6 separate regions of the Mus musculus genome follow, and all the other regions are linked to region 5. A link is a contact called in public HiChIP or PLAC-seq and promoter capture Hi-C data. All regions are on one chromosome and are shown on one strand. The core of a region is the stretch at or near the end of the contact, and the rest is flanking DNA. Distances in the headings are between cores, read along the strand shown. Region 1 holds the start of Mtch2 (mitochondrial carrier 2). Region 2 holds the start of Mapk8ip1 (mitogen-activated protein kinase 8 interacting protein 1). Region 3 holds the start of Fnbp4 (formin binding protein 4). Region 4 holds the start of Celf1 (CUGBP, Elav-like family member 1). Region 5 holds the start of Harbi1 (harbinger transposase derived 1). Region 6 holds the start of Spi1 (spleen focus forming virus (SFFV) proviral integration oncogene).

Evidence for each region. Promoter capture Hi-C pulls out the DNA fragments that hold promoters and counts their contacts. HiChIP or PLAC-seq counts read pairs in DNA pulled down with a chosen protein or histone mark. Capture Hi-C pulls out chosen DNA fragments and counts their contacts.
Region 1: a promoter capture Hi-C map of adipose tissue shows a contact between it and region 5, with 2.4 times the contacts expected there. The contact joins the promoter of Mtch2 here to the promoter of Harbi1 in region 5. A contact is called at or near these places in 2 of 39 promoter capture datasets (liver and pre-B cells), 1 of 115 datasets of contacts at active chromatin or transcription factors (double positive thymocytes) and 1 of 9 other capture datasets (adipose tissue).
Region 2: a contact with region 5 is called in an H3K27ac HiChIP or PLAC-seq map of thymic regulatory T cells, with 5 times the contacts expected there. The contact joins the promoter of Mapk8ip1 here to the promoter of Harbi1 in region 5. A contact is called at or near these places in 5 of 39 promoter capture datasets (cranial neural crest, liver, pre-B cells and 1 more) and 5 of 115 datasets of contacts at active chromatin or transcription factors (craniofacial prominence, embryonic stem cells, epiblast stem cells and 2 more).
Region 3: a contact with region 5 is called in a promoter capture Hi-C map of liver, with 3 times the contacts expected there. The contact joins the promoter of Fnbp4 here to the promoter of Harbi1 in region 5. A contact is called at or near these places in 1 of 39 promoter capture datasets (pre-B cells), 2 of 115 datasets of contacts at active chromatin or transcription factors (bone marrow-derived macrophages and microglia) and 2 of 9 other capture datasets (adipose tissue and liver).
Region 4: a contact with region 5 is called in a promoter capture Hi-C map of pre-B cells, with 4 times the contacts expected there. The contact joins the promoter of Celf1 here to the promoter of Harbi1 in region 5. A contact is called at or near these places in 6 of 39 promoter capture datasets (the C10 cell line, erythroid cells, liver and 3 more), 3 of 115 datasets of contacts at active chromatin or transcription factors (astrocytes, double positive thymocytes and microglia) and 1 of 9 other capture datasets (adipose tissue).
Region 6: a promoter capture Hi-C map of adipose tissue shows a contact between it and region 5. The contact joins the promoter of Spi1 here to the promoter of Harbi1 in region 5. A contact is called at or near these places in 1 of 39 promoter capture datasets (liver), 3 of 115 datasets of contacts at active chromatin or transcription factors (bone marrow-derived dendritic cells, bone marrow-derived macrophages and microglia) and 1 of 9 other capture datasets (adipose tissue).

What each region holds. Positions count from the first base shown.
Region 1 is chr2:90,844,319-90,849,247 of GRCm38.p6, forward strand. It overlaps Mtch2 (mitochondrial carrier 2), which reads left to right and starts at 2,837. Exons shown (of 13, transcript NM_019758.3): 1 at 2,837-3,067. The coding sequence starts at 2,981.
Region 2 is chr2:92,399,426-92,403,989 of GRCm38.p6, forward strand. It overlaps Mapk8ip1 (mitogen-activated protein kinase 8 interacting protein 1), which reads right to left and starts at 1,838. Exons shown (of 12, transcript NM_011162.5): 1 at 1,604-1,838. The coding sequence starts at 1,701. Cry2 (cryptochrome 2 (photolyase-like)) reads right to left here. Exons shown (of 12, transcript NM_009963.4): 12 at 4,221-4,564.
Region 3 is chr2:90,743,368-90,747,858 of GRCm38.p6, forward strand. It overlaps Fnbp4 (formin binding protein 4), which reads left to right and starts at 2,191. Exons shown (of 17, transcript NM_018828.3): 1 at 2,191-2,459; 2 at 3,329-3,421. The coding sequence starts at 2,231. It also overlaps the pseudogene Rpl30-ps3.
Region 4 is chr2:90,937,899-90,942,761 of GRCm38.p6, forward strand. Celf1 (CUGBP, Elav-like family member 1) reads left to right here and starts at 2,499. Exons shown (of 14, transcript NM_198683.2): 1 at 2,499-2,743.
Region 5 is chr2:91,707,842-91,712,286 of GRCm38.p6, forward strand. It overlaps Harbi1 (harbinger transposase derived 1), which reads left to right and starts at 3,011. Exons shown (of 3, transcript NM_178724.5): 1 at 3,011-3,410; 2 at 4,239-4,445. The coding sequence starts at 4,355. Atg13 (autophagy related 13) reads right to left here and starts at 2,751. Exons shown (of 17, transcript NM_001355419.1): 1 at 2,406-2,751.
Region 6 is chr2:91,094,027-91,098,807 of GRCm38.p6, forward strand. It overlaps Spi1 (spleen focus forming virus (SFFV) proviral integration oncogene), which reads left to right and starts at 2,652. Exons shown (of 5, transcript NM_011355.2): 1 at 2,652-2,967. The coding sequence starts at 2,923.

The DNA of each region.
Region 1 (4,929 bases), core at 1,587-4,086, 860 kb before region 5:
CACAAACTTGCAGGGGGGCGTGTAACAGAGTGTTTTAGGAGAGAGAGGCTAAGACAATTTAGAAAGAACACAAAGAAGGAGCTCTGTGAGATGCATTGGCCTTTTCTAGTTAACAGGAGCACTCGGAGCAGTGCCAGCAGCATGGAAGGGAGGTGGATACACATGCACTGGAGTCACTATGCCAATAAATATATACTGAGTACCTGGCACTGTTAGACAATGAGAACGACTGCAACCCCCGGAAGATATCAGCACTAGTTGAATGCGGTGCTGAGCCAGGAAGATTTCTGTATTTTCAAGGTTGCTTGGTCTATCTAGCAAGTTTAGACCAGCCATAGCTACATAGGGAGACCATGTTACCAACAAACAAAAGGAAGGAAGGAAGGAAGGAAGGAAGGAAGGAAGGAAGGAAGGAAGGAAGGAAGGAAGGGAAGGAGGGAGGGAGGGAGAGAGGAAGGAAGGAAGGAAGGAAGGAAGGAAGGAAGGAAGGAAGGAAGGAAGGAAGGAAGGAAGGAAGGGAGGAAGAGGATAGAGGAGGAGGATAGAGGGAAAGAGGCAAAGAAAGAAGCACACAAGGCACTAGTCAATAAGAAAATGAGAAAAACCTTGCACTCTTGTACCTCAGTGTCTTGTAATGATGGATAAGGAAAAACAGTTTTAAAGTAATATAGCAAATTGAAAAGAGCCATAAAGAAGAAAGGGACTGCAGGGCCATGTCTAAAATTTATAAGAGTGACCCAGTGAGCTTCGAGGCCAGCCTGATCTACAAAGTGAGTTCCAGGATAGCCAGGGCTATACAGAGAAACCCTGCCCAACAACCACATGAAGGCTCACAAACATCTGTACAGCTACAGTGTATCTTTTTTTAAAACTGAGAAATGAAACGTGGACCTCTTCCAGGTAAGACTATCCCAGCCTGGGAGTGGTTTAGCTGGTAAGCCCCTCTCTTTTCTGGGCTCTGTTTTCTGCCTCTGGGAAGTTTTCACATTACTTACCATCCCCTCTTTTCTTTTCCCAAAGCTGGCCTATGCCAAGGTGCTGTTCTCTCTCCCTCCCTCCCCACCTTTGACTTTTCTTATCCTCCTAGCTTGAATATAAGTTACTAAGTAACCCATTCTAGGGTCACCACACTGAACTCTTATCAGGGATTGTCATTCATATCACATCTTTACAAATGGCCCGTTTGAACTGTGCTCTTCCTTTACTTATAATTCCGACTCCAGTTCTCTGTCCCATAACGTCATGGGTAGCTTTTGCCATGAACCATTAGGAATGTGGTGGGACATCCTCAGGTGCCCAACCCTTCAGCCCCGCGACATTCTGAGCCTCTCATTGCTCACAGGCAAATAGAATTTTTTTTCCTTCACCACCCATGCACAAATACCCTTCTTAATGGTCTTGCTGTTTCTAAGTCATGTTGAGAACTGTGTTTAATTAAGAGCAACATGTAATTTTTTTAGAATAAAAAGCTACCATTTACTATTGCATTTTTGTTGTGTATGCCAGGCTAGGTCCATATTGCTTTGAGATAATGTTTTGAAGTGGATATTATTATACTTATTTGCTTAAAAGTTTTGAAGAGTTGGGATGACCTATATAAGGTCACACTGTAACTGGCAGAGGTAGACTTTGGATGAGGCCCATTGGACTTCAAAGCCCGTGTGCCTGACCTACAAACTGCCTCCCAATATCAGCTAGTTCTGGGCTGAATAGAAGGCCATATTAGGACTAACTTCTGTATTTCAGCCAATTTCTCAAAAACTCCATATATACAGTTTCACTTAATGTTCATAAAAATACACTGAGTTAGTTGCATTGTCCTTATATTTAGATACAAACACTAAAAAATTTAAAAAGGAAAGTGACACATGGATCCAAAAGGAAAGCCAGATTCCAAACTCGGTTCCTTGTTCATTCTCAGCAGTACACACTAAGTGCTTGCACTAAGTGGTGTCTGCTACAGAACAAAGGGGCCAGAGCTGGAGCAATGCCTTTTCTTCATTTTGCCTCTAACAGCCTGGGTAGCCCGATTGGCACTGAGCTTTAATAAATCTTGAGCACTGGTACATGCCAGGCACTGGGGGAAAATAGTGTACAAAGGCCATCTCGGTTCCTGAACCCAGAGTTGACACTCTCAACTGTCAAAGACAATTTCCCAGTGACAGGTGTCACAAGGCAACGGGTAGGAAATACGGATAAAATGGATTTCGAGTAGTCAGAGAAGACATGAAAAAAAAATTTTTTTTTTTGGTCAGTATGTCACCATGTAACCCTGGTTTACCGGGTATCCAGTTTGTAAACCAGATTAGCCTTGAACTCACATATCCACATTCCTCTGCCTCCCAAGTGCTGGATTAAGGGTCTGTGCCGCCACATCTGACCCCGAGGGGGCACATTTTGTTGTAGTTGCTTTTTCTTTCCAGTACTGAGGACTGAAAGCAAGGATGTCGGGAAGTGCTCTACCACTGAGCTAATGGTAAACGCAAAATCAGGGACCTGCAGAATTCACTGTTAAGCCAGACAGGATCTGTTGTTCATTAGACATGACAACTCTAACGGAAAACAACCATCAAACTTTACGTCGTCAAAGCCTGAAAGAGGATAGGAGTATAACTCAGTTCTTCCAGTTGTTAGTCCGCTGACCTTGCCTTTGCCGTCAGGGTCACCCCACCACCACCCCATCATTACCATTCCCTCCCTACTCCTTCCGGACACTTCCGGCTTGCGCAGGCGCAAGAGAAATCGCCTTTCCTAGAGGCGCGAGGAGCCCACGCCCAGACGCATGCGCGTCCCTCCCACAAGCCCCGCCCCAGGCGGCCCCTCGCGAGCGCCTGCCGTTTCTTTGGGCGGGCCGGTGGGCGGAGCCTAAGCGGGCGGCGCGCCGCGGGCGGGCCAGTGAAGCCGGCGCCCCCGACACGTGATCTGGAACCGGCTGTGTCGCTTGGTGACTCCGTCTGTCCGTCCGTCCGCGGGTGCCATCATGGCGGACGCGGCCAGTCAGGTGCTCCTGGGCTCCGGTCTCACCATCCTGTCCCAGCCGCTCATGTACGTGAAAGTGCTCATCCAGGTATGAGTCGTCGCCCTTTCCTTCCCCGCCCGCGTCCTGTCAGGTCGCCACCGCCCTCTGCGCCTTTGGGTTGGCTCTGCGTCCCAGGCCTTCACCCTCTCGAGATGCTGCCCTTCTCTCCCCTCAGGAACAACTTCCACGGCCTCGCGCCCCTCTCGGAGACATCCCGAGGCTCGCCCCGGGCAGGCCGGCTCCCTTTCTGCAGCCAACTGCCACCCTTGCCTTCCCTGGCCGGTGACTCTTCTCAACTTTGTTTTTCCTTTCCCTGATCCTGGCCGGTTGCCACCGAGGGCTTCCCAACCCTTTTCTTGTCGCCCCTCTGATACTGGCGTTCACCTCACCTCGTTCACTCCTCCTCAGCGAAATATCTCAAACTCGAGACGTGAAATAACTCATCTATGGGCAAATTTAAAATTCTAGGAAAGCCAACATCTTATTGTTCTTACTCGGTTTTTCTATTTGCTGTTTCTACTTCTATTCCCGTTCAGAGATTTTAACACCAGATACCCGGATATACACAAGGAGCGCATTGAGAAGTGATAATGAAATCAGATTTCCTGAGGATCCATTGAGCGCTTTCACAGTAACCCATGTGGTTCATGACAATGAAAATCACGTTGGTTAGAGCTGGAAATCAGTTCTGTTTAAACACTTTAGCGAGTTTAAATGTAACATCAAACCCCGGATGTCTCTCTTGCCTCCCTTGCCAATCTGCTATAAAATATTTCTAAAGTGGTCATTTATATTCATGGGTAAGGAGGCCTACTTTTAGCTGGTGATAGTATTTTCAATTGCTCTTCTAACTTTCCCTGTGCTGATCAGGGCCATTTTTAAGCATTTATTGAGGATTGCCATACCTCATGCATTGTGTGTCCTGGAAGGAAGCAGGCTTTAGAATCCCTGTCCTCAATGTTTACCATTCTGAAAAGAGAAAAAAAAAAAAGCAAGACTCTAGAATGGACTTCATTTTTAAATTGTTCTTCATACAAATTGTTGCTAAGTTGACTAATATAAGTGTAGATGTTGAAGCGCAGAGTGAAATCTGTGTCTAGAACAGAATTGACAGTATTTCGCAGTACACGTATGAACTCACTACTCAATAGTTCTCAAAGAACAGTGATTTTAGTGACATTCAGTGTTTTTGCCTCAACAATCCAATATCCTAAATTCTGATTTCACAATACCTCGTGCGTTGCCAAGTATCTCAGGAGGTTGATGAAATTCCCAAATACTACTTTAAAGCTGCACTTTCAGTGAGTTCAGAGAGGGGGTTTTAACTCAGAAGGAAGAATTGCAACAGTAGAGCCCAAACTGCCCTGTATTTTTTTTTTTAATCTCAAGTATCCCTTTGGCACTATAATCACTGAATATATTGTACAAATAAAATGGCAATCATTAATTTTTATGGCTCTGTATATTGCTAATGAGTCTGTACATTTAACGTGGACCTAAGTTGTAATTATTTTTGTAAGTGAATTACCCAGCTGTATGCATTTGCCTTTGTTGTCTAGTTATCCATGTAGGTAGGCATTTGACGATGGCTCAGTGAATATTTTATTTTGTTCAAATATGAAAAATATTGTAAAAAATATGTCAGCTTTATCGGTAAACTAGGCTTTCCTGACACAATGGTTTGTTTCCTTGTTCTGTTTTCAGTTTAATAATCTAGTCACATGGTTTACTCTATAGACTCAACTCAAAGGGAAAGTTGGAGTTTATTGAACCCAGTCTTAATCTATCCAGCAGAACAAAAGGCTGATAAGGATGATACTTCATCAATGACTTAAAAAAACTAAACTGCATTTTTATTTGTAAAAATTATGGGGCTGAGGAGGTAGCTTGCTGGCACTGAGCATAAGGAT
Region 2 (4,564 bases), core at 588-3,087, 690 kb after region 5:
CCAGTCCTGACCTTCCAGTCAGATTTTTCTGTGGTTCCTAGGCTAGCCCCTCTGCCTTCCTTATCTTCCATCGCCTCAGCTCAGCAAAGGGCAGATTAGGGTGGGCCCTCAGGATGGTTGTGAAGGTTCAGTGAACTACCCTGGAGAAACACTTTGACAGAAACAAGCTGTACAGATTTCTGCCAGTGTGGCCGGCTACCTGTTGAACAGTGACTTGGTGCATACTGTCTCCTTCCCAGGCAGGAATCAATATTAATTAACCCACTCCACAGATGAGACCAAAGACAAAAGCAAGCTTGGATCAGGCAGCGAGGAAGCAGTGGAAACAGGATTCGAACCTCTGTCCCTCGCAGCTAATTCTCTTCCCCTGCAAAGGCCTGACCTACCAGGGAGAATCTGAAGCATTAGCCTGGAGGCTTTCCTCAGGTTTGGAACCATCCTCTGGCCCCCTCCTTCTGGTTCTCTCAGCTGGGTTTAGGGCCTCCTTGGAGGATTCAGGGCCTGATCATACCATTTAAGATCGTGTGTGTGTGTGTGTGTGTGTGTGTGTGTGTGTGTGTGTGTGTGTGTGTGTCTGTGTGTGTGTGTGTGTGTGTGTGTGTGTGTGTGTCTGCCCACCTGAGGACCTGGGAGCTAGAGACCCCTTCAATAGATGACAACTTGGCGCCAGAGCCCAGCTGGGGCCTGGCTGGAGCAAGGGTCCCAGGAGAGAGAAAGGCGCCTGCTCCTGATGGGGAAACAATGAGGTATGTCTCAGCTTCTACATTCTGGAGCAGTGACACCCTTCTCTTCTTCGTCACTCTCTCTCTCTCTCTCTCTCTCTCTCTCTGTGTGTGTGTGTGTGTGTGTGTGTGTGTGTGTGTGTGTGTGTGTGTATGTGTGTATGTGTGTGAAAAGGTGAAGAGAGGACAGTCACCGGTTCAACACATCATGCCTTACATCTCTGAAATTCATTCACCTGGTCTAACATCAGATGGAGGGGTGGGTCAAAGAGGAGCTCAGTTCGGTGTCCTGAGTCTTTACACAGTGGGGACCCCCCAACAGTATCCCTGGATATCCACAGGCAGATTCCCCTCCCTCAAGCAAATTGGGTTTCACTGGTTGAGGCCAATCCTTCTGCACCTGTCCTGAGATACAACTGACCAGGGAGCTGCCCAAATTCAGAAGACCCTGTCCAAGATCGCCTAGCAATCTGACCCATCTGGCCAAGCTAGCTGGGAGAGGGGTTCACGACTCTTCTTAAAGGACCAAGGGTTTTGAATTGGGGCCTCTGGGCCCCCAACCCCTTAGCCTACTTCCACCTTGGGTTAGATACCTTGAACGCGGCAGGATAAAGTCTGGGCGGATTGCTGCACCGGGAATTCCATCCAAACCCCAGACCCACTCCCGCCAAGGTGGAGGGGAAAGGCGACCTCCCAGGTTCCTGCCCCAGATCCACCTCAATCACCCCACCCCATGACACGGAATGGCAGAAGGAGCTGCGGGGGGCCACGCGGTGGCCACCAACCTGGACTGGAGGTTGTGGGGGCTGGGGGCTCGGCCGGGAAAGGACGCCGCCCTCAGGGTCTCCAAGGATCCCGAGGTTCCGGGCCTCGATCCTTACCTGAAATTGGGAGGCGACGCGATGTGCAGTCCCAGGAATGGGGAAGCGGCCGGTGGGGACGCGGCGCCCCCGCCCAGGCCGCTCTCTCGCTCCGCCATTCCGGGGTGCAGCCCTGGCCATCCGGGCGGAGAGCGGCGCGGGAGGCGGCGGCGGCGGCGGCGGCGGCAGCAGCGGAGGCGCGTGGAGGAGGCCGCCGCCGCCGCGGGGTTCGGACTGAGCTGGGGCGGGCGCGGCTCCGGACAGCGCGCCGCTTCGCCTGCGGCCCCCGCGAGAGCGCCCCGCGCGCGCCCCCGGGCCGGCTGGGGTCTTGTGGCCCCGCCCCCGCCCCGCCCCGCCCCGGCGCTCTCCGAAGTGCTGACGCTTCGATCCCGTGGCCCTGGGTCCCCTCGGCCTCCCTACACATCCCAGGGACATTCCAAGCACTGGCAAAGCTTTGCTCTCCTCAGAGCTGGACCTAGATCGAGGGCATCAGCGGATGGCAAGATCCTGCTCCCCAAGTCCGTCTTTGGCCTTCCACAGCAACTGGGGTAGGAAAAGGGTTACAGAAGATGGCTGAGAAAGGAGAGATGGTGGTGGAGTGGGGTCCAAGAGCAGTCAGCTATGGGGCCAGGTGACCTAAGACCACAGCTTGGTTCCACAAGTGAACAGGCAGTGGAGAATTGCATTAGTGACCTCATAGTTCCAAGGCTTGTCTTTCCCATGTGTGAAATGGAATATGAGCCCTCCATGAGCATGGGGAGGAAGAAAAACGATAGAAATACTTGTCCCTGGGAGCTGGGAACACCCACCTGTGCACTGGGATCACCTCCCGCAGAAATCTCTGAAGGCCACCTCTATCAAGACCCACCCTTTAGTTTTGTTTTGATTTTTGAGACAGGGTTTCTCTGTATAGCCCTGGAACTCACTCTGTAGACCAGGCTGGCCTCGAACTCAGAAATCCGCCTGCCTCTGCCTCCCAAGTGCTGGGATTAAAGGCGTGCGCCACCATGCCCGGCCTAAAAATGTGTAGCCCAAGCTGGCCTCCAACTCGTGATCCTCCTGCCTCTGCCTCCTTCAGCAAAGACCCCCTTGAGCCCTGACCACCCCTGATAACCTGAGTGATGCTTTTGGTTTCTTAGCCCTGTGAAGCCTCTGTATGCCAGGACTACCCCATCACTTGTTTTTCTTTCATTTCCAGTTTGTCCTGGAAGTTACCATGTAGCCTCAGCTGACTAAGAACTGATGACAATCTTCTTGAGTCTCCTGCTAAACTGGGGGATTAGTGTGAACTCCTGTGCCCAGTTCTCAGCACCTGTCTTCCCACTGCGTTTTCTATCTAGCACCCCTTTTGCACTCACACAGTCCTGAACTGGCTTCTCCTACCCTAAGGCCTAGGACCTTCCTCATCCCCAGGGCCGGATTCTTGAGAGCTTTGTGGTTGCTTCTGTTCCTTGCACCCACTCTGGGTCTAGCTGTGCTTTCTTCCTGGTTCTCTATTGGGTTTTCTCACACAACACCGTTTACCAAGACTCGAGTCCCCGTTTTTGGTGGCTCAGAGAGCCTCCCTGCCAGGTCACCTCTGGCCACAGACCCTGCCCTTCACATAAATGGAGCAGGACAGACCAATGTTCTACAGTCTGTGCAAACTTGATTGCCTCCTTCCCCTTTCCAGCAAGAAGCGTAGGCACCTACCTTGTAGTACTCAATCTCCCTGCTTCAGCCCTGAGAACACTCCAGAACCTAAAGCCAGAGGCCTTGGCTGCCTCTCCCCTCCCTGCCACTGATGCTTCAAGAGGTAAAGGTTTGGTCACTTTAACTCTCTGCTCTGGCTCAGGCCTCTCACAGGAGGCCCTGCCCAAACCATCTGCTGTTAAGGCACCTTCCTCCCTCCCTCCCTCCCTCCCTCCCTCCCTCCCTCCCTCCCAGGAAAGCAGCCATGCCTGATTAGCATGGTTAATGTGTGCTTGTCTCCACTGGGCAGCATCCCCAGGAGGTCAGAAGTGTGTGAGTATGTAGGACAGTTCCCTCTCATAGAACCTCTGCTCAAGAACAAAGGTATCTCAGCTTCTCCAGCCACGCCAAAGCTACATGAGAAGCCCAGAGAGGGAGGCCAGTCTTAGTAGAAAGTAGGCCAGCAGAAGCTTGGAGGCAGAGCCAGGAATGAGATGTGCCCTAGAGTAAAGCTCTCCTTCTGTTTATAGAGCAGACTGTGATTTTCTTTGGCTTTGCATGAGCCCCTCTCGCACCAGGAACACCCATGTGCACGGCATTCTGGCCAGATGGTACAAGACAGGGCCAGCATCCAGGCCTCAGGCTTGGCAGTAGCTTCCTTAACTGTGTCTAGAGGGCACACATACCTTCTTAGCACATTATAAAGAATGGACGCAGTACTCTGGATCTCAACAGGCTACTCAGTACTACTGAGAGGTGGCACGCAGGAACTGATCTTGGTACCCTGTGTGGTTTGGGCTGACTTTTGTTGCTAGCATACCACAGTAGTTTACAGTCTCCTCTATCCAAGGGAGAATAAGACTCCTCACTCCAACAAGCCCAACACGGCTTGCCTTAAAGCTTTACTTAGGTTCAGCCTCAGGAGCCCAGGTCCCAGACCTCCCACAAGATAGATTACACAACACAGTTTTACTCAGACAGGATCAGACATTTATAAAACAGGTAAATATTCACAAACAAACTGTGGGAGAAACACAACCTTCCCAGCAATAGGGAACTCTGTAAAGTGCTTCTTGCCTGCAACCATCTCTTCCCCATGCTAGGTCCCAGGAGGAGGACATGGGGCACTGTTCTGTGACAGTCCTCAGGGCCACTCAGGCTAGGCAAAAAGAGGCATGAAGTCACCCCAAGGCTCCAGGCCACTCTATCTCAGCTGTGGGTGTAGACTGCTCCTTGCATTGGAAGGCTGGCCTGGGAATGGGCCAGCTTGTCAAGGAGGTGGGGGGACAGATGATCTTGCCAACTTATACC
Region 3 (4,491 bases), core at 941-3,440, 970 kb before region 5:
TCCAAGTAAGCTGCTGTATCTCTCCTGTGATGTCTGGCCTACAAAGAAGGAGCTCTTCAGTGATGCCGGGGTTTTGAAAATCTAGTGTATTTTGCAAAATTCTGATGACGGTATGGTTTCTCAACTCTCCCAGTGTACATAGGTTTTACTTATTTTTATTTTGTGTGTACATCTTTCAAATGCACATATGTATGTACACCATAAGCATAGTTGGTGCCAGAGGCCCGAACAGGGCTACAGATCTCCTGGCACAGGAGTTACAGTTGTGAATCACCATGTGGGTACTGGGAACTGAAGGTCCTCAGAGCAATCTCTCTAACCCCAGATATTTTTGTTTTGAGACTGGGTCTCACTATGTAGCCCTAACTCTAGTGGAACTCGGAGATCCACTTGCCTGGCCTATTATTCTTGCTCTTTTTTTTTTTTTTCTCCTCGAGACAGGGTTTCTCTGTATAGCCCTGGCTGTCCTGGAATTCACTTTGTAGACCAGGCTGTCCTGGAACTCAGAAATCCGCCTGCCTCTGCCTCCCAAGTGCTGGGAATAAAGGCATGTGCCACCACTGCCTGGCTTGTTGTTTGTTTTTTGAGACAGGGTTTCTTTTTTGTTTTTTGTTTTTTTGGTTTTTCGAGACAGGGTTTCTCTGTGTAGCCCTGACTGTCCTAGAACTCACTCTATAGACCAGGTTGGCCTCGAACTCAGAAATCCTCCTGCCTCTTATACTCCCTCTTTAACATCCATTCTCATACATCTTCCCCAGATTTCTCCTTGTATTATTATTATTTTATTAATTTATTGTTATTATTGTTATCTTTGAGACAAGATCTCACTTTGTAAGCTCTGGTAATATGCATACCTGGCTAGACTCACTTGAAATCTTCCTACCTCTGTCTCCACTGAAATTATAGACATGAACCATGACAACTACTTCCAGTGTTATTAGAACACTTCAGTAGCTCTCCAGGAGTACAGTGCACCATCTTTAGGCATTATTTCTCATCTTCTGGCCTGCTGTCATTAGTCTAGAAGCAATCAGGGATGGGTGGAAGGAGTGGGTCCTGGAGAAAATCAGCATTATCTTGCGTGGTAACTATCTCTGGGGAGAACATTAATGACTCAGGATGTCACCTGACTCTAGGAATGGGGAACAAGGAAGACTCAAAATGTAAAGAGCTCAGCCTCAAGGTGGAGGAGTTGGAGGTAGGGCAAAAAAGTAGTGTTTACAGAAGTAGGATGAGGTAAGGCTTCGGTATCCCATATGAACAGTTTGACTGTTTCCAAGGTCCAGTCATTTTCCCTACTAATCACGTCGTATTTCGTTTTAAAGAGCCTACTGGGGCTGGAGAAATGGCTCAGCGGTTAAGAGCACTGACTGCTCTTCCAAAGGTCCTGAGTTCAAATCCGAGCAACTACATGGTGGCTCACAACCATCTGTAATGAGATCTGATACCCTCTTGTGTATCACAGCTACAGTTTACTTACATTTAATAAATAAATAAACCTTTGGGTTGGGGCGAGCGGGGCTGGAGCAAGAAAGTGGGGAGAGAGCCTACCGTAAACCCATCACTTGGGAAGCAGAGGCAGGCGGATTTCTGAGTTCCAGGCCAGCCTGGTCTACAAAGTGAGTTCCAGGACAACCAGGGCTACACAGAGAAACCCTGTCTCGAAAATCAAAAACAAAACCAAAACAAAACAGAAAAAGCCTACCGATGTATAAACACCCAGCATCATCATTGTTTAATACTATACCCCAAAGAAGCTACAATAACCAAGAGAACTTGCAGAAGGGTGCAATGTATCTTTATCTTCCTCAAAGACAAACAGCAATAAGCAGCTGAAAATAGCTACAAGATGGCGGACAAAGCCCTAAAGAAAAGACTTGGCTAACAGCGCATGGTGCAACCCCAGTCTAAGGAAGTCGCACACACCGCGGGCCCTTCCGCACTATTGGCGCGAAGTCCTGTCTTTTCCCTTTGCTATTGGCTACCGAGTCCGTCTCAAGTCAAAACAGCCAATCGCCTTTTCCCTGAACAAAGCCCACCCACCATGGATGGAGCGGAACGTGCGTAAAAGCACCGGGGCGCAGGCCGCATGCGCAAGTGCACCGCGCCGGTTAAAAGCGGATCTCCTCGGGAGGCGGTGCCACGGTTCATGAATATTGATTACGCACCGGGGCGCTGTGCGCCCGCCCCACTAATCTGCCGTCGTTCGCTGCTCGCGCTCCGGCTCATGATGGGGAAGAAGTCCCGGGCGGTACCCGGCCGCAGGCCTATCCTGCAGCTCTCTCCACCGGGTCCTCGGAGCAGCACCCCGGGCCGGGATCCCGACCCCGATCCGGATCCCGAGGCAGATTCGACTGCGGCGGCGACAAGCCAGTCAGCGCCGGCAGCAGCGACGGCGGCGGCCGCGACGTCGCCCGCGGTGCCTGCCTCCGCTGCCCCAGAGGACTCGCCTTCAGAAGGTAAGGGCGCGCGAGAGGAGCCCTGCTTTTATTTGGGACGTCTGAAACTCGAGCACGGGGCTTGCGGCCTAGGTTCCCGGGTGTCTCTTCGGACCCGGTGAAGAAGAGAAACCCTGGCGGGCGAGGTACACCTCGGCTGCCAGCGATCTGGGGCCCGCGGGACGGCGGTCGGGGACTCTGGGAGGCGGAAGGCCGGGCCCGGACTCATCTGAGGCGCCTTTGCGGTGCAGGGGTTTCTCCCCGGAACCTGTGCCGTCCACCGAGGCTTGGGACCCCAAATGTCTCCTAGATGACTCCCTTCGATCTTAATAACGCAGAAGGTGGAGGGCAATTTCCACGTGCGAGCCTTGAGGCGGTTGAACCTGGCCTTCTCTACTTGTCACGCTTGGTTTCGTTTTTGTTGAAATGGAGACACCACTCTTTAGAAGTGAACAAACCCATATTTTTTTCTTATGCTAGACAAAGCATCGGTAACCCCAGACTTAAGGGAAAGTGACAAAACCTGTGTGTGGGCTTTTCTGGAATTGTGTTTGGGTTTAGGGTAACAATTGCATGGAGTAGATGCCGGAGAAGCTATACTGTATCAAACATTAAGAATCAGATTAATAGGATGTACATAACGTGTGGAAACGTGCAGAAGTATTTATGCATGTTAATTGTTAAGTATTGCAGGTGCCATTTTCATAGTGTTCACGTTCTTACTGTCGCTACCACTAAATGAATGGAAGGGTAGATCAGCTTGTTTTTTGTCTTCTTAGTTTGCATCAGTGATACACGCTGGTTTTATAAGTTGATTCAGGCTGAAGGTCAAGCTTTGGACCCTGGCCCACTGACTGACTGCAGCTTCCTTTTGTGCATTCCAAATACAGATGAACAAGAAGTGGTGGTGGAGGTCCCCAACGTTGTTCAGAACCCTCCAACACCAGTCATGACCACCAGACCGACAGCCGTCAAGGCAACAGGTAGAGATTTTTGTTGTTGTTTTTGCCTTTCCCTTAAAATATCTTTTATTAAGTTGAAAGATAAAAGTGTGCAGCTGGGTTGTTGGATGGTTAAATGTTGCTAATTTATTATTTCTCATAAAAAGTCGTTGAAGCTTTTCTAGGATTGGGGTTGCATATCAGTGGTGAGATGCAAAACTCTGGGTTCCACTCTTGGCTTACAAAAATGGATTAACAAAAAATAAATAAATCTTTCCTGAGGGCTTGCTGTGTATAAACTTTTAAGTAACATGAAAGTTTATTTATGGCTGCAGACACACATTCGTGCTTCTAAGGCTGGGCCACATAACTTGTTTATCTATTTTTTGAGAGTGTCTCAAGTGAACCCAAACTTTTTTTGGGGGGGGGGGGCAGTTCGAGACAGGGTTTCTGTGTATATCCCTGACTGTCCTGGAACTTTGTAGACCAGGCCGGCCTTGAACTCAGAAATTCGCTTGCCTCTGCCTCCCAAGTGCTGGGATTAAAGGCGTGGGCCACCACGCCCGGTGTGAACCCGAACTTTTAACTGTTCAGGTAGATGGACTGCACAGACACCTCTTCTCCTCCAGTCCACTTGTCTTGACCACTCCACTTCACCCCCAGCGCTGGTTACAGATGAGTGTGCTTCATACTCTGCCAAAACATGGCTATGAGGGCTCCGAATGCAAGTCCTTAAGCATTTTACAAAGGGAGTCATCTCCCTGCCGGCTTTTTGGTCCTTTTGTGTTTTGTTTGTTTGTTTGTTTGTTTGTTTGTTGTTTTTTCAAAAGGAGCTCTGGCAAAGTTTTATTAAAGGAAAACTTTCTTGTTTACTTCTCACCAGTCTGTTCTGGCATGCTTCTAATAATATCAGAATCACCTGGGTCAATGATAGCCAGTGTGCATACTCTGTAGTATTTTCCCCGCGCTATGCCCAGTTCAATATTATTGCCACTGTAGTGATGGACCCCAGTTTTAGCCAACATGGCATAGTACTCTATTTCAGATTTCCTCAAAGCTGGACAGTTGTTGGCAAGGATAACCAACTTGGCTTTGCCTTGTTTGATCATCTT
Region 4 (4,863 bases), core at 1,249-3,748, 770 kb before region 5:
ATCCCTAAGTCTTGATTGGTGGAATAACTTGGCGCAGATGTTTGTATATCTCAGGCTTAAGAGCCTTGTAGGAACTTGGAGTCATGGTTCAGCTCTTGAGCCTGAATTGTGTCCCTTGTTGATCAGTCCTGGGCTGTGATATAAACTATCCCAAGTTGACTGAGATTGGTGTCTAAGTGATTTGTGCAGTGATTCCCAGACCCCAACACACCCTTTGCCTATAAAATTTCATTTCTCACTTTGTGCGAGTTAGGATAAATGTTGTTAAGCTCATGGTTCCAAAGACCCAATGTAACCCCTTATATACTGACCAAGAGTTATGACATCAAAGGTTTCATGCGTTACAAGGAAGAGGAAGAAATGTTGGGGGCCATAGCTACAGAGATTCCATCTTGTATATAGTCTCCATTTCATACTAAGCTAAATTCCCAGGAACAGCTCAAATGTTCTGGATAAATCCAAGCCACTGTATCCTGCTCCAAACATCACTGGCTGGCCTCAATCCAGGCCAAGCTATCAAGTAAACCACCCGAGACACTTATTATGCAGGAAGCCACCTAAAATACCAGGTGTGAAAAACCCAATGTATTCGTGAATCTGGTTGGATGCCCCCTACCCCACGTAGTCTGTGGAGTTTTGTCTTTAAAAGTTGTTCTGGGGCTGAAGAGATGGCTCAGCAGTTAAGAGCACTGACTGCTCTTCCAGAGATCCAGAGGTCCTGAGTTCAATTCCCAGCAACCACTGTAATGGGATGCCCTCTTCTGGTGTATCTGAAGACAGCTAGAATATATATAATCTTTTAAAAAGAAAAGAAAAAAGTACAGGAGCAAAAAGTTGTTCTGTTCTGCCCCTGACTGACATAGTTTTGGATCCTGAACCCCGCCGTCTCCCTGATATATCAGCCTTTGAATAAAGTTGAATAAAGAAACATTTTGCTGGCTCAAAACTTGGTTTTCATAGTGGATTATTCCCAAATTCTCAGACCCTAACAACGCAAACATTATTTTCATCATTATCCCTCCAATGAAATAAATTCTCTGCAGTAACCCTAACGACTCTTAGAAATCTTCCATTACCAGCAGGACTAATTTTTTCTCCTAACAGTTATTTTTTTTGCCAAGAGTCTTATTCAAGAACTAGTTAAAAATACCAGTGTTCCATCTTTCATAACCACTCTAATTTTTCCTAACGTATCCATCTATATGCAACTAATTCAAGTTACATCTCTAACTCCATTCCCATCAATCAACAACAAGAAGGTAGAAAACCAATTTGAAAATTGGAACGAACAGGCCGGGTGTGGCGATACACGCCTTTAATCCCAGCATTTAGGGGAGGCAGAGGCAGGCGGATCACCAAGTGAGTTTGAGGTCAGTCTCAGTAACAAGAGGGAGTTCTAAGACAGCCAGAGCTACACAGAGAAACTCTCAAAAAAACAAAACAAACAAAAAAAAAAAAAAACAAAAAACAACCAAAGCTTTACAGTACAATTTAGGTAATTTGATAATGAACAACCTAGGGGCTAATTGTTTTGATCTACATGATTGTTTGTGCCTCTAGCACAGGGGAAAACTCTTGGCTGCTGCTTGGGGCAGGGGTGGGGGCTGCCTTAGTGAGTGTGGTAGGGTAGGGTAGGGTATAACCGGCATTTGTGGATATATATTTTGCTTTAGGAAGCTAAGTGATAAAGAGAAATAATTGCCAACTCATGAGTAATTTGTAAATTGATGGAGCCCTGACCTCCCAGAACTAAGTTTTCTCAATCTGCATTTCATTGTCTCACATTTCACTGACTTTGTGTAATAAACAACACACTTAATGCGTGAATCCAGCTAGATGCAGGTTAGGAATACCGAATCCTAAAAGGGGGTGCTGGATTCGTAAAAAGTGTTTTAATTGTTATTTTTTTTCCCAAGAAGAGTAGGTTTGGACTGGGTAGTCTCTTAATAGAATACTTAAGAGCTTTCTGGTGCCGCAGGGATTTTTGCCAGATTGCGCATGCATGCAGTTGAACATCTCTGTACAGGCACTTCCCTAACTCTGAAAGCTTGCAACACACATTCCATCAGAAGGAAGGCCTGGATACAGTTGTCTGTATGCTGATGTGCAAAAAGAAAGGGTGTGCCCTGCGTCCAGTGTTAGCCAAGCACCCATCATTCATTCATTCATTCATTCATTCATTCATTCATTCATTCATTCATTCGATATTTATTATGTGTATTTTTCATTGCCAAGCTGCGTTGCTTGCCCGCCAGAGGTGCAGCTAGTGCGGTGCGCAGAGGCAAGAACTTCAGATTCCCAGGCCGGGGTCTTCCCTCCAGTGCAGCTCTGAGACAAAGAGATGCACCCCTACAGCTCCCAGGGCTGAGGGCTCCGCCCGCGGCCCCCAGGGTTTCAGAGCGACTGCTCCTTCACTCCCCGGCCGGAGGGGGCGCTGCAGCGCCGGCCCTCCGCCCGCCCCTGCGCGGCGCTCGGCTCGGCTCGGCGCTGGCGGGCGGCGCCGCGGTGGTACGTTCCCCTTCGCCGCCCGCCCCCTCCGCGGCGGCCCTCCCCGCCGGTGGTAGGTGCCGGAAGTGCCGCCATTTTGGGGTGTTCTGCTCTGGCGGCAGCGGCAGCGGCAGAGGCGGCGGCGGCGGCGGGACGCGGAGGCTCCCCCGGGATTCGGCCTCAGCAGCGAGGCAGCGGCGGCTGCGGAGGAGCAAGGCAGCAGCTGAGGCAGCGGCGGGCTCAGGTGCAGCCGCTGGTGAGTGCGGCGGCCGCAGGATAACGGGCCGCGGGATGAAGGGAGGGAAAGAGAGGGAGGCTGGAGGGAGGCGCCGCGGGGCGGGTCAGGTTCGGGCGGCTACGGGTCACAGGGCCCTCCGGGTGCGGTCGCTCCCGCTTCCCCGCACCCCGGGGACCAGGCCGCGGACTGCTCGGGACTCGGGGGCCCATTCGCGTCCGCCCGGCGCGTGCCCCTGCTCCCAGGGAGACCCGCCCTCCTCGTGGCCTGGCCCCGGCTCCCTTGCCCTTTGCCTCCACTCTCCCGGCCCCGAGGGCTTGCTTCCTGCACCGCACCCGAGTCCTCCTCTCCGGGTCCGCTGGGCGAGATCGCGGCTGTCTACCCGAGACGCCGCTTCCCTGACCCTGTCGCCCCACGTGTTCTTCGTGCCCACCCCCGGGGGTGTCCTAGATTCCCGCCCCTAGAAGGCAGCGCTCCTCTCGATCCTCCGGAGCTCTTGCAGTTCTCGCCCTGGGGCCGCTTTGGCTCGCCCTACCCCCCACATCAGGTGCTCGCTCGCCCAGTCAAGGCCTAGTAGCAGGGCTCGAATCTCGCACCCAGGAGCGGGGACGGCTCTGGAGGGTGCCTTCTTCGCTAGGTCCCAGGCTTTGGATTTAAAGTCGGTAGTGGTGTCTCGGTTGTGGTGGTTCTGACAGGATGTTGTTTTAATTTTCTCCGACCATTGCATATGCTTTTTAAGGAGCTTCTCATTGGTTTAGAGACTGATTCCGGGGAGAAAGTGTGAGATTTTGGTCAGAGCTTGGTTTAGCACAACAGAATCTCTTTCTGGTGCTCAGAGTTAATGCTGTATATAAAAGCTGTTGAACAGTTTTAAAGAGCATAGACTCTGTTGATAATGTCTGCATTGTTAGGAGGTTACAAACACCCTTTGCACACACTTAAAAGGAACTTAACCTTTAAAAGATCTCTTCTCTGTCTTCTAGTCTCTGAGTTGAAGAGGTTTGAATTGCACTTTTTCACTTTTTCCAGTTTGTTTCTTTTTAGATCCTTAGAATGACGGTGTCTTCAGATGGAATTGCTTAGAGTTCTTTTTGGTTTTGGCATTAACAAGTGTACTTGGAAAATCATGGAGGTTAGAATGGACCAACTGCAACGGCACTGATTTTTTTTTTCTCTCTATACTAGTTTTTATATTAGTAGTTTTATTGCCTGAGAGTGTGGTTTCTGATCATGACCTAGGGAGGATTGAAAGCCATGCTTATGGTAAAGCAAAGCTGGGATTTGCAGCTGTTACTTTAGCTGGCAAGCTTATGAGTTCTCTTGGTTTCTTCTTCTCCACCACCTGTTTCTCTTAAGAATGGCTCTTGGCTCCAGAGCCTACGTCTCCATCCTCTCATTCATTCTTACCCTTTGGGTTTTCTTTTCCCAAGGATCCATTAGCAAGAGGGGCTGTTACAGTTGAAAGGGTTGCTTTTTTTTTTTTCTTCAGTGCTTTGGCTTTCTCACAAAGGAAAGTGACTTATTTGCCCAAGGTTATTATAGCAAGTGCTTTTAAAACATCTCCCACCAAAGGTTTGCTTGCTTTGCCTTTGTAAAAAAAAATTCACAACACTATCACACTATCATGAGCAATGATGCAGATTTAAGATGTGATGGAATGGCAAGGGCTCTGGGCTTGAAGTTAGAAAATCTACACAATTTTCAAATCTTTTTGCAGTAGGTTACTAGTTGGTCAAGTCATTCTTTTATTATGATCCTTGTTTTAATCTCCACAATCCTCTAGAAATTGGTGTCCATTAGTGTTAGTTAACCAATGATTGTACCTGTGGGCTGCTGGGCAGATAGTGAAAATTGGAGCCAGAATGACTTATGTTCTAAAGATGTCTGCATACTTTTCTTGTTACAGAAGTTGCAGATTCATTATAAAACATACTGGTAATTCAAATGGGAAAAAAATCTTACCTTTCGGAGATTGTTGTTAAAATGGGTGTGTATGTGTACAACTTTACCCTGTGGGCCCCTCCAACCCCCCCAAGACAGGGTCTTCCTATGAAGTCCTCACTGGCCTACATCCCAAGTGCTGGGATTACGGTGTATACTGCCGCATCTTTCCAACTTTGTCTTCATCACTTTAGCCTTCT
Region 5 (4,445 bases), core at 1,761-4,260:
GATGGCTCGGCAGGTAAAGGAATTTGCCACAAGGCCTAATGACATGGGTTTTATCCTTGTACCCTCATGGTAAAAAGAGAAACTACTCCCACACATTCTCTGTCCTTCACAAGTGCCCTGGCACACATGTGCCTATTCACATAAACAAAATCCAAAAAATAAACTCGGCTGAGGGAGGAGAGAAAAAAAATCCACAAAGGGTTAAAGGTAAAATAATTAACAAAACAATAAATCTTTATTTAAAACAGAGTAATTAACATCCACCTCAGAGAATCTGACCTTAATGCCATCTTAAGTTATCTTTAAATAAGAAAGCCATTGACAATACTAAAAGGGAGAGGTAACCCCTTTAAAATGACTGTAAAAATGACTTTAAAAGAACTGTAAATGTCTTTTCTTTTCTTTTTTTTTTTTTTTTTTTGGTATTTTCGAGACAGGGTTTCTCTGTGTAGCCCTGGCTGTCCTGGAACTCACTCTGTAGACCAGGCTGGCCTCGAACTCAGAAATCCGCCTGCCTCTGCCTCCCAAGTGCTGGAATTAAAGGCGTGTGTCACCACCGCCCGGCGTGTAAAATGTCTTTTAATTCTACATTTTATTCATATATCTGTGAACCAGAAGTGGAAGCAGCATTTTCCAAAGCTGTAATCCTGTTATGACTTCTATTAATTCTTCACTTAGCCAATACTTTTCCTAACAGTCAACTGTACTTGGCCATTCAGTTGCTTTTCTAAGTAGCGGTGATTCACACTGTCATCCCTTCTCGTGTGCCCAAGGACATTAGGCTGCCTGTGCTGCTTACAATGGCCTTCAGAAGACTTTTCTTTTCTAAGATTTATTTATTATTATATGTAAGTACACTGTAGCTGTCTTCAGACACTCCATAAGAGTGCATCATGGTGTATTACAGATGGTTGTGAGCTGCCATGTGGTTGCTGGGATTTGAACTCAAGACCTCTGGAAGAGCAGTCAGTGCTCTTAACCACTGAGCCATTTCTCCAGCCCCGCAGAAGACTTTTCTAATAAGTTGCTCCAATGCACTCTACAGTTAAAAGCAGGCAGGTATTTAAAATGAATGTGAAAATAATTTTAATGAGTTATAAGCCTTTAAAAGATTTAAATTCAGTCTATAGTGTTTGGTATGGTAGTTCACACTTCTAGTATTCAGGAGGAAGAGATTCAGGAGTTCAAGGTCACCCAAAACTATATAAAGTGAAAACCAGCCTAGGCTATATAAATATCCTGTCTCAAAAACCTACAAGAGCAGATAGATAGATAGTGTTGTTTGGTTGTATTACATGCCTATAGCCCAGACCTGGGGAGTCAGAGGCAATAGGACTGCTAACAAGTTCAATACTAGCCTAGTCTACATAGTGAGTTCCAGGCCAACAAGTGTAATACACAAAAAGATCTTGTCTCAAAAAGCAGAGATTAATTGGTTGTGAATATAGCTCTGTAGTAGACTGAGCAGAGTGATAGGTTAAACCTCAAGTAAGAACACGTATGTGTTTGTGTATAGATATATAATTATTGTATACATATAAACATATACATATAAATAAATTTATACATATTTCATTAGGAGAATTTCAAAACTAGACATGATGGTATATGCTAGATAATCTCAACACTTACGATGCCGGGAAAGGAGGATCAGTAACTCAAGGCAAACAAACCCTGGCTGCATAGGTGAACCCTGTTTCCAACTATCCCAACCTAGGCCTGTGACAGCCTGCGTCGGTATTCTCAGCTCCTCAGGAGGCTGAGTGAAGAAGATAACTGAAGCACAGGAGTTTAAGGCCAACCTGGGCTACGGGCTACCACCGAAGTGGGGAGGGGGGAGCCAACAAAGGAATGTTACCTTGAGGATAGATTGAGCAGATTAACTAGGAAAAAAGTGAATGAGAGATTTACAACCCAAGAAGGTGCTTAGCCACTTAATTCAGAGATTTAATGAGAATAGGTTTTCGCAGGTTATTCCACTGCCAGTAAGAACATAGTCCCCTTTTTCACTAGTCAAGTCACCCTCACTTACAGGAGGACTTCATACTTGGCATTAAAAATTTTTTTTGATTGACTGAAAACTTACCTAACCTACCTTGATACCCAACACCGGAGTTACGGCCCTACAAATGTTCTCCAATAGATCTTTTTGACATAACTCAAAGAGACAATAAAGTAGCAAGAAAATTTCGGGGGATGTCTGTAACGGTTGGGACGCCTCAAGAGCCAACAGGGTCTACACCAACCCAACTTCTCGTAGAAAACATAATCAGGGGATTATGGAACTGAACCTCGGTTGCTTGGCTTGGGCGTCCCCAAGGTGGTGGCCAAGGGAACACAGATCAGTGACCTCCCACTCGGGGGCGCTGAAAGATCCGGGGGTTATTACCCTCAAAAGTGAGTACCTGCGAAGCTACGGCACAGAGAGTGGCTCCGGGCTCTCATTCCGGAGGCCGGGGCCTGGGGCCGGCCAACTGCACCTCCCAGCAGAGGGTTCCGCGCTCCCGGGCGGTAGTGACAGCACAGGTCGCAGAGAGATATCTCACGCTAACGAGGCTCCGGGATCCCAGAACTGAAAAAGCTGTCGGACTGGTGTGGACTGGTTTTTCTCAGAGCTTCCCCTTCACACGTCAAACGATCTCTCCCGCCCTAAGCCAGCAACCAGTCGCTGCCCGGCGCCGCCATCCTTAGTGTTTGTTTTCATCCGCTTCAGTGCAGGCGGTGGGGAGGTAGAGCGCTACGGAGGAAATGCAGCTGCCTAAATTCAGCTGCACTTTCGCTACACCACAAACGACCTATTTAATATTTCTGTACATCAGAGTCTTCAAGAAAGGCGGCTTATTTCCAGAAATAAATCATATGATTAATTTTAAAGCCTTTTAGGAGAAAAAAAAGGGTTTGGGAAGGAATTTAGGGAGTTGGAGACTGGGCTTCGTGTAGAATGTACGGAAGCGAAGCGCAGGCCGCGGTGGCCGAGGTGCTGATGACGCGGCGTGGGGCGGGCGCTGACGCGGAAGGGGAGGTGCGGCTGTTGCGCACCGTGGCGGCTTGTGTGCGGCCGTGGGTTCCGGAGGCGGGCCTTCTTCGGCCCCGAGGGTGGAGAGTGCTCCGGTTAATCCGGTAGCTACGGAAAGGTGGCGATCAGCGTTCGGTTATTCTGGGTCGAGCAGCCAGACTTTGGTTATCTTACTATTTTTGAGACAAGGTCTCGCTGTGTAACTCAGGTTAGCTTTGAACGTAATGTAGCTCCAGCAGGCATGGAGCACGCGGCGATGCTACCCAGTTTCCAGAATGCTAACATTACAGGCTGGACCAGCCTTAGGAGCTTTTTGTTTTGTTTTACTTTGTTTTGACTGGTGCTCGTAGTCCACGCTTGCCTCGCACATGATCTTCTGGTCTACACTTCCCAAGTACAGTGAGCCCATTCCTGGCTGGGGCATCTTTACTTACACGGCTTTTAAAGGAATAAACTTTTTAAATACATTTATGTTTTGGAGGCGGGCGTGATGTGGCAAGGGTGTTGGACGATTCTTTCTTTCCACCATATGGATCTCAGATAGCCAACTAATTTATTTCACCAGGCTTCACAGGCAAACCCTGTGCCCTCGGAGCCATCTTTGTCCCTTAATACTGTTTTGAAAGCGGGTTGAAAAGTGGCCTCGGTGTTCCAGACCTACCTGGTTCACTTAGCTTTTTCCTCCTTTCCTTCCTTTTATACTCTTCCTTCCTTTCTAGCCTAAAGCTTCGGGATTTGGGTCTCTTGAGATGAAGGGAAAGCCTGTTACAGCAGACAGTGTAGGTCCCCAGGCAGGGCCACAGACTGTCTTTCTTCCTTTCTCCCCCCCCCCCACCCCCCCTTTGTTCTACATCTCTAGTTGGACTGGTTTGAGCACTCCCTCATCTGTGGAGCCATAGGGCTTTGCAAAACAAACCTCTGAGTAACCCTTAAGGTGTTTTCAACTTGTCAGCTGTCTCCTGGTTGCCACAGACCTCTTTTACCTTGTAAATTGTTTGTTCTCATGTGTTGTTCTCAGTTGAAATGCCAGGCAGTAGATGAGCCACTGGGATTGAACTCTTATTGTCTGCAAATTAGATCAAGTTTGTCATACAATAGTGAGTCAGTGGAGATAAATCTAGAGTTAACAAGTGAATGGCTGAAAAAGGTGTAGGTTTTGAGTCATTTGGTATGGTTTGGATCACGTTTCTAATTATTTTTTTCTTTTAATTAACATTTACAGAAAGAAGATTATAAATGTCAGAGCCATTTAACTGATGGTTAGCTGTTGAATTCTGATACTTACTGCGCTGGGAAAAATTCGGGAAAAGCAGATAGAAGAGGACCTCCACATTAGCAATGGCTATTCCAATAACAGTGCTTGACTGTGATCTCTTGCTGTATGGCCGAGGTCACCGGACCTTGGACCGTTTTAAGCTGGATGATGTGA
Region 6 (4,781 bases), core at 1,402-3,901, 610 kb before region 5:
CTGCCTCCTCAGTCAGTCTGCATTGTGTGATAGCCTCTGCCCACTGTTCCCAGGATGTCCTTTCTGTGACTCTGATCAAATGACTTGGCCCCACACATACCCACTCCCCGTCTCTTGCATTCTCTCCACAAAGCCCACAATCTGTCTGCACATCTCCCCACGGGCCTGTTTGTGAGCCTTTAGGTCCAGCTCATAGAAATCGCTGAGTGAAATGTTTGTGGCTGGATGAACGCAGAAATGAGTACACATGCTCATAGAGAAAATAAGCTAGGGTCTGGGGATGAAAGCTGACAGAGAGGCTTTCCCACACTTAAGGCCCCGAGTTCAATCCCCAGCACCACATAAACTGAGCAATTGGATGTGGTGGCCACGTCTTTGAAGGTGGAGGCAGGAGGATCAAAAGACCAAAGTTATTCTCAGTTATTAAAAAAAAAGTTCAAGGATAGTCTGGGCTAGAGATCCTAAGAAAAACAAGGTGGGGTGAGTGAAGGGGGGAGGGGGGAAGAAGGAAAAGAAGGAGAGAGAGAGAGAGAGAGAGAGAGAGAGAGAGGAGGGAAAGAAGGATGGACACAAGTTGAGGAAGGAGTGAAGCGAGAAAGGAAGGAAAGAAGAGTTTAGGGTTTGGCAAGGGGCTCCCTCCAGCACCATCGAGGCAAAAATGAGAAGATAAATACAAATTTGAAGATAGCCTGGTCTATACAGCAAGCTCCAGGCTAGCCCAGGATACCATAAGCAAGATCTTACTAAAACAATCCAAAGCAATGGATTAATGAATGAAAATAACAGTTGGGGCCTGGTTCTCACATCCCAGACCATTCTCCCCCTATAATCCAGTTACCTGGAGCTCAGCCTATTTGGTGGAAACATGAAGAACTACAACTGCTGGCGTAGAGTGAGTTTGTGTCTTCCCTAACCTCAGAGAGGGGCCTGAGTCAGGTTCCTGGGAGCCCTGAGGACATGTGATCTGGACCCCCTGGGGAGTCCCAAGTGTGTCTGCAAGAAAAGAGAGGATGGAGGTGAAGGTGATGGTGGGACCCTTCCTTTTCTGCTGGCAGTAAGAAACTACCGGGGTATATGGAGGGATCAGGCTAGTTTTTACATAAAGCAAGAGGTTAAAGTATACACAGGAGGAAGCTAATTGACCAAGAAGTTCTCCTTAGACAGGGGACTGTGGCATACACTTTAAAGCCCAGCACTCGGGAGGCAAAGGCAGGTATAGAGCGAGTTCCGTGACAGTCAAGGCTACACAGAGAAACTGTCTCAAAAAGACAAAAACAAAACAAGTTCTTGCTCAACCGAGCAGTCTCCCTAGAGGTGTGTGTGTCCTTGGAGTCAGAAGTGGGGGACAGGTGTGTGTGGAGGAAAAGAACTATTGCTCTACTCTCTAGACTGGATGTCTGAAGGACAGGAAACCCTTCCACTTTCCCAGAACTCAGCATAGAGCTTGGTTAACATAGGGAAGATGCATGGATGGATGGATGGATGGATGGATGGATATGTAAATAGGTAGACTGATTAATAGTTAAGTGGATGGATGGGTGGATGGATGGTTGGATGGATGGATGGATGGATGGATGGATGGATGGATGGATGGAAAAGTGCATTGAGAATAGATAAGTAGATGAGTAGACTGGGAGATGGATGGATATAGGCAGACTAATGAATTAATGGATATATAGATTAAGTGAATAGATGGATGTGTGGGTGGAAGAATGTATGTGTAGACAAATGATGGATGGATGGACAGATGGATGGATGGATGGATGGATGGACAGGTGGCCAGATTGACAGAAGGTCATATAGTAGATAAAGAAATAAAAATACAAACTGTTAGCAGATGGATGGGCTGATGTACGGACAGACAAGTGGCTAAATGAGCACGTTGCTAACCGCGAGGGTAAGCAGACGAGCTGACTGGCAGCTCAGAAATGAGCAGTTGGTTGAACAGAGATGTGTAGACGGATGGGTGGTGTGATGGGCTGGAGAGATGAGCAGACAATCAGAAAGAGACAAGGATAGGAAAACAGAGGAAAGAAGAAACGTGCGAGGAAGGTTTATAAAGGAGGAAGTCTAGATCGTAACGTTCAAGGGTTGGAGAAACCGGGAGAACTGGGCTGGGAACAATGTCCTTAGGGATCTGACACCAGCTGTGGTACTTAGCTGGGAGGGGAGGGGATCAGAAGCCAATGTCCTTCCCAATTGGAAGGGAAGCCCACTTGAGAAGTCTGGAAAGGAGATAAAATGTGGGAGACCCAGTGTCTACTGTTGGCCCTAATTGGCTTAGGACGATCTAGCAGATATTGCAGGGCCTACAGGAAGAGCCAAGCCTGGCAGCCTTGGGACCAAAGTCCTCCACCTGACAAATTCACCCTCAAAATTAGGGATCCACGCTCTCGCTATTCTGACCCCCCGAAGAGGGGACTCTTGGCCACCAGAGGGGACTGAGAAGAAATCGGTATTATTAGGCTAAAAGAACAGTGGACTACTTCAGCAAGGCCTAGCGACCGGAGCAGCAGAAGCCTTCCATGGTAGTGCTAGCCTTTCTCCCTCCCAGCCCCAGTTTCCTCTGGGCAGGGGCCTGGCCCCCTGTCTTCCCAGGGCTGCCCTTTGAGAACCACCTGCCCCAGCCGGCCAGAGACTTCCTGTAGCGCAAGAGATTTATGCAAACGGGCTGGGGCGGTGATGTCACCCCAAGGGGACTATCTCCCAGTGGCAGGCCCTTCGATAAAATCAGGAACTTGTGCTGGCCCTGCAATGTCAAGGGAGGGGGCTCACCCAGGGCTCCTGTAGCTCAGGGGGCAGGCCTGAGCCCTGCGTCTGACCCACGACCGTCCAGTCCCCCGACGGGGCACCTGGTCCTGAGGGGGATCCGCCTTGATCCCCACCGAAGCAGGGGATCTGACCAACCTGGAGCTCAGCTGGATGTTACAGGCGTGCAAAATGGAAGGGTTTTCCCTCACCGCCCCTGTGAGTACTGGGGCTTCACTACCAGCCCAGCCTGGGGCTTTGGGATGTGTGACCATCTGCCCACTAACCCACCAGCCCACCCGATGCCCTCCGGCTCCCTATCAGTGGGAAGTTGGTGTTTCCTCCCCGGAGCTGCTGGTCTGAGACCCAGCGAGGGGCCATTGGCTTCCTTAGAGCATGCCCTGGCGGGCTGAGGGTTGCCGGCTGGCCCCATGGTGGGGCTGTGATCGGTGGGGCCTGAACAGCTATTTATAGATGGGTTCAGTGGCAGGCCGAACTCTAGGGCAGGGTTCTGGGTTGAAGATGGCGAGGGCGGCTCCTGAGAGGCCATGGATGAGGAGATCTGGAGACTGGCCTAGGAGTCTCTGGAGGCAACAGGAGAGGTTTCAACTCAAGACCTGTGGGCTCCTGAGGCAAAGGCTATTAGAACTCGAAGTCACCCGTGGGTCCCCAACATTCAGTTTGTGGCCTGGCTGTTGATCCAAGTGTTTGGGCTTTGGGCCTACATGGATCTGAGAGTCTTGGGCAGTGACCAAGACTGGCTTCTTAGGGCCAGGCCGGGCAAGAGAAGAACAGAGCAGAAACCCTGCAGTTAGATTGTGGCTAGAACTTAGCTCAATGAGAAATCGGGTGAAGAATGGACTGGGGCCAGAATGGGACGGAGATTGGGACTGGAGTGAGAAGATCTGGCTAGAGTTAAGGTGGGGCAGGGACAGGGACACTAGCAGGTGGGAGGATCCCACCTGTTCCTCCTGTTTTCAGTGACAGTCACAGCTTTGGGCGAATGGCAGCCCAGAATCCCTTAGAGAGGACCCTCTTGCTTTCTCCTACCCTTGGAGGTGTTGGGGCAGTGAGGAAAAGCTGAGCAGGGCCTGCCCACCTGACTCAGCGTTCCTGAACTAGAGACAGATCTCTTCTCTATCCCTTCCAGCCCTCCGTAGCACCTCAGGCCTGACATCGTAGTCAGTGTCCTGCAACAGGGGCAGGCCTAGTGTGCTGCCTGGAAACCCAGGGAAGAGGGCCAGCTTCTGGTCTCCTCACAGGATAGAAGACAGGCTCGCCAAATCTCACTGTTCTCTCCTTTACCCTGATCCCCTTCTCCTGCCTGGGACGGGAAAGGTGCTGGGGCAAGCACAGGTGATGGAGGGTGTCCCAGAAGTTCACTCTGCCTCAATTAAAGCCACTGTCCCTGACCCTTGACCTCTTCTTCCTGCTGATATGGACACAGGCCAGACCTCCAGTTCCCACACCAGCTCTTTAGCCCCTCTCTCCAGCCTCAGGAGCCTCTCTCCAGCCTCAACCAAGTATCTCTTGAGTGGACCGGCTCTCAAGGCAGCCCTGGCCCACCAAGCAAGGCCACTGTAACTATTGTGCAATCCTTGGGCACACTCTGTGGTTGTGGGGAGAAGCCCAGTGACTGACGGGAAGGCTCTGAGTGCATATCCCTGTGCCTAGCAAGTGAGAGATGGAGGAGATGAGGGAGGCAGAGGAGAAAGAAGATGGGGAAAGAAGGGAAGAAAGACAAAGGAAGGAGAGGAGGACAAAGAGGAGGGAAGAGAGAAATTAATGGTGGCAGGGAGTCTCCCATCAAAAGGACAGTGGAGGGAGGAGGCAAAAGGGACAGTTCCTTGATCCCCAAAATCTGCCTGGGTGACCTTCGTACAAACAAATAATCAACATGACAGTCATCATGTCGGACTGTGCCTTCTTGAGACTAGATGGACAGCGGCTAACAGGAGGGGAGGAGTCAGGGTCAGGCGGTAACAGAGGGCCCCAAGGTAGCACTGGAGAGTGGGACCTGGTTGGTTCTGAAA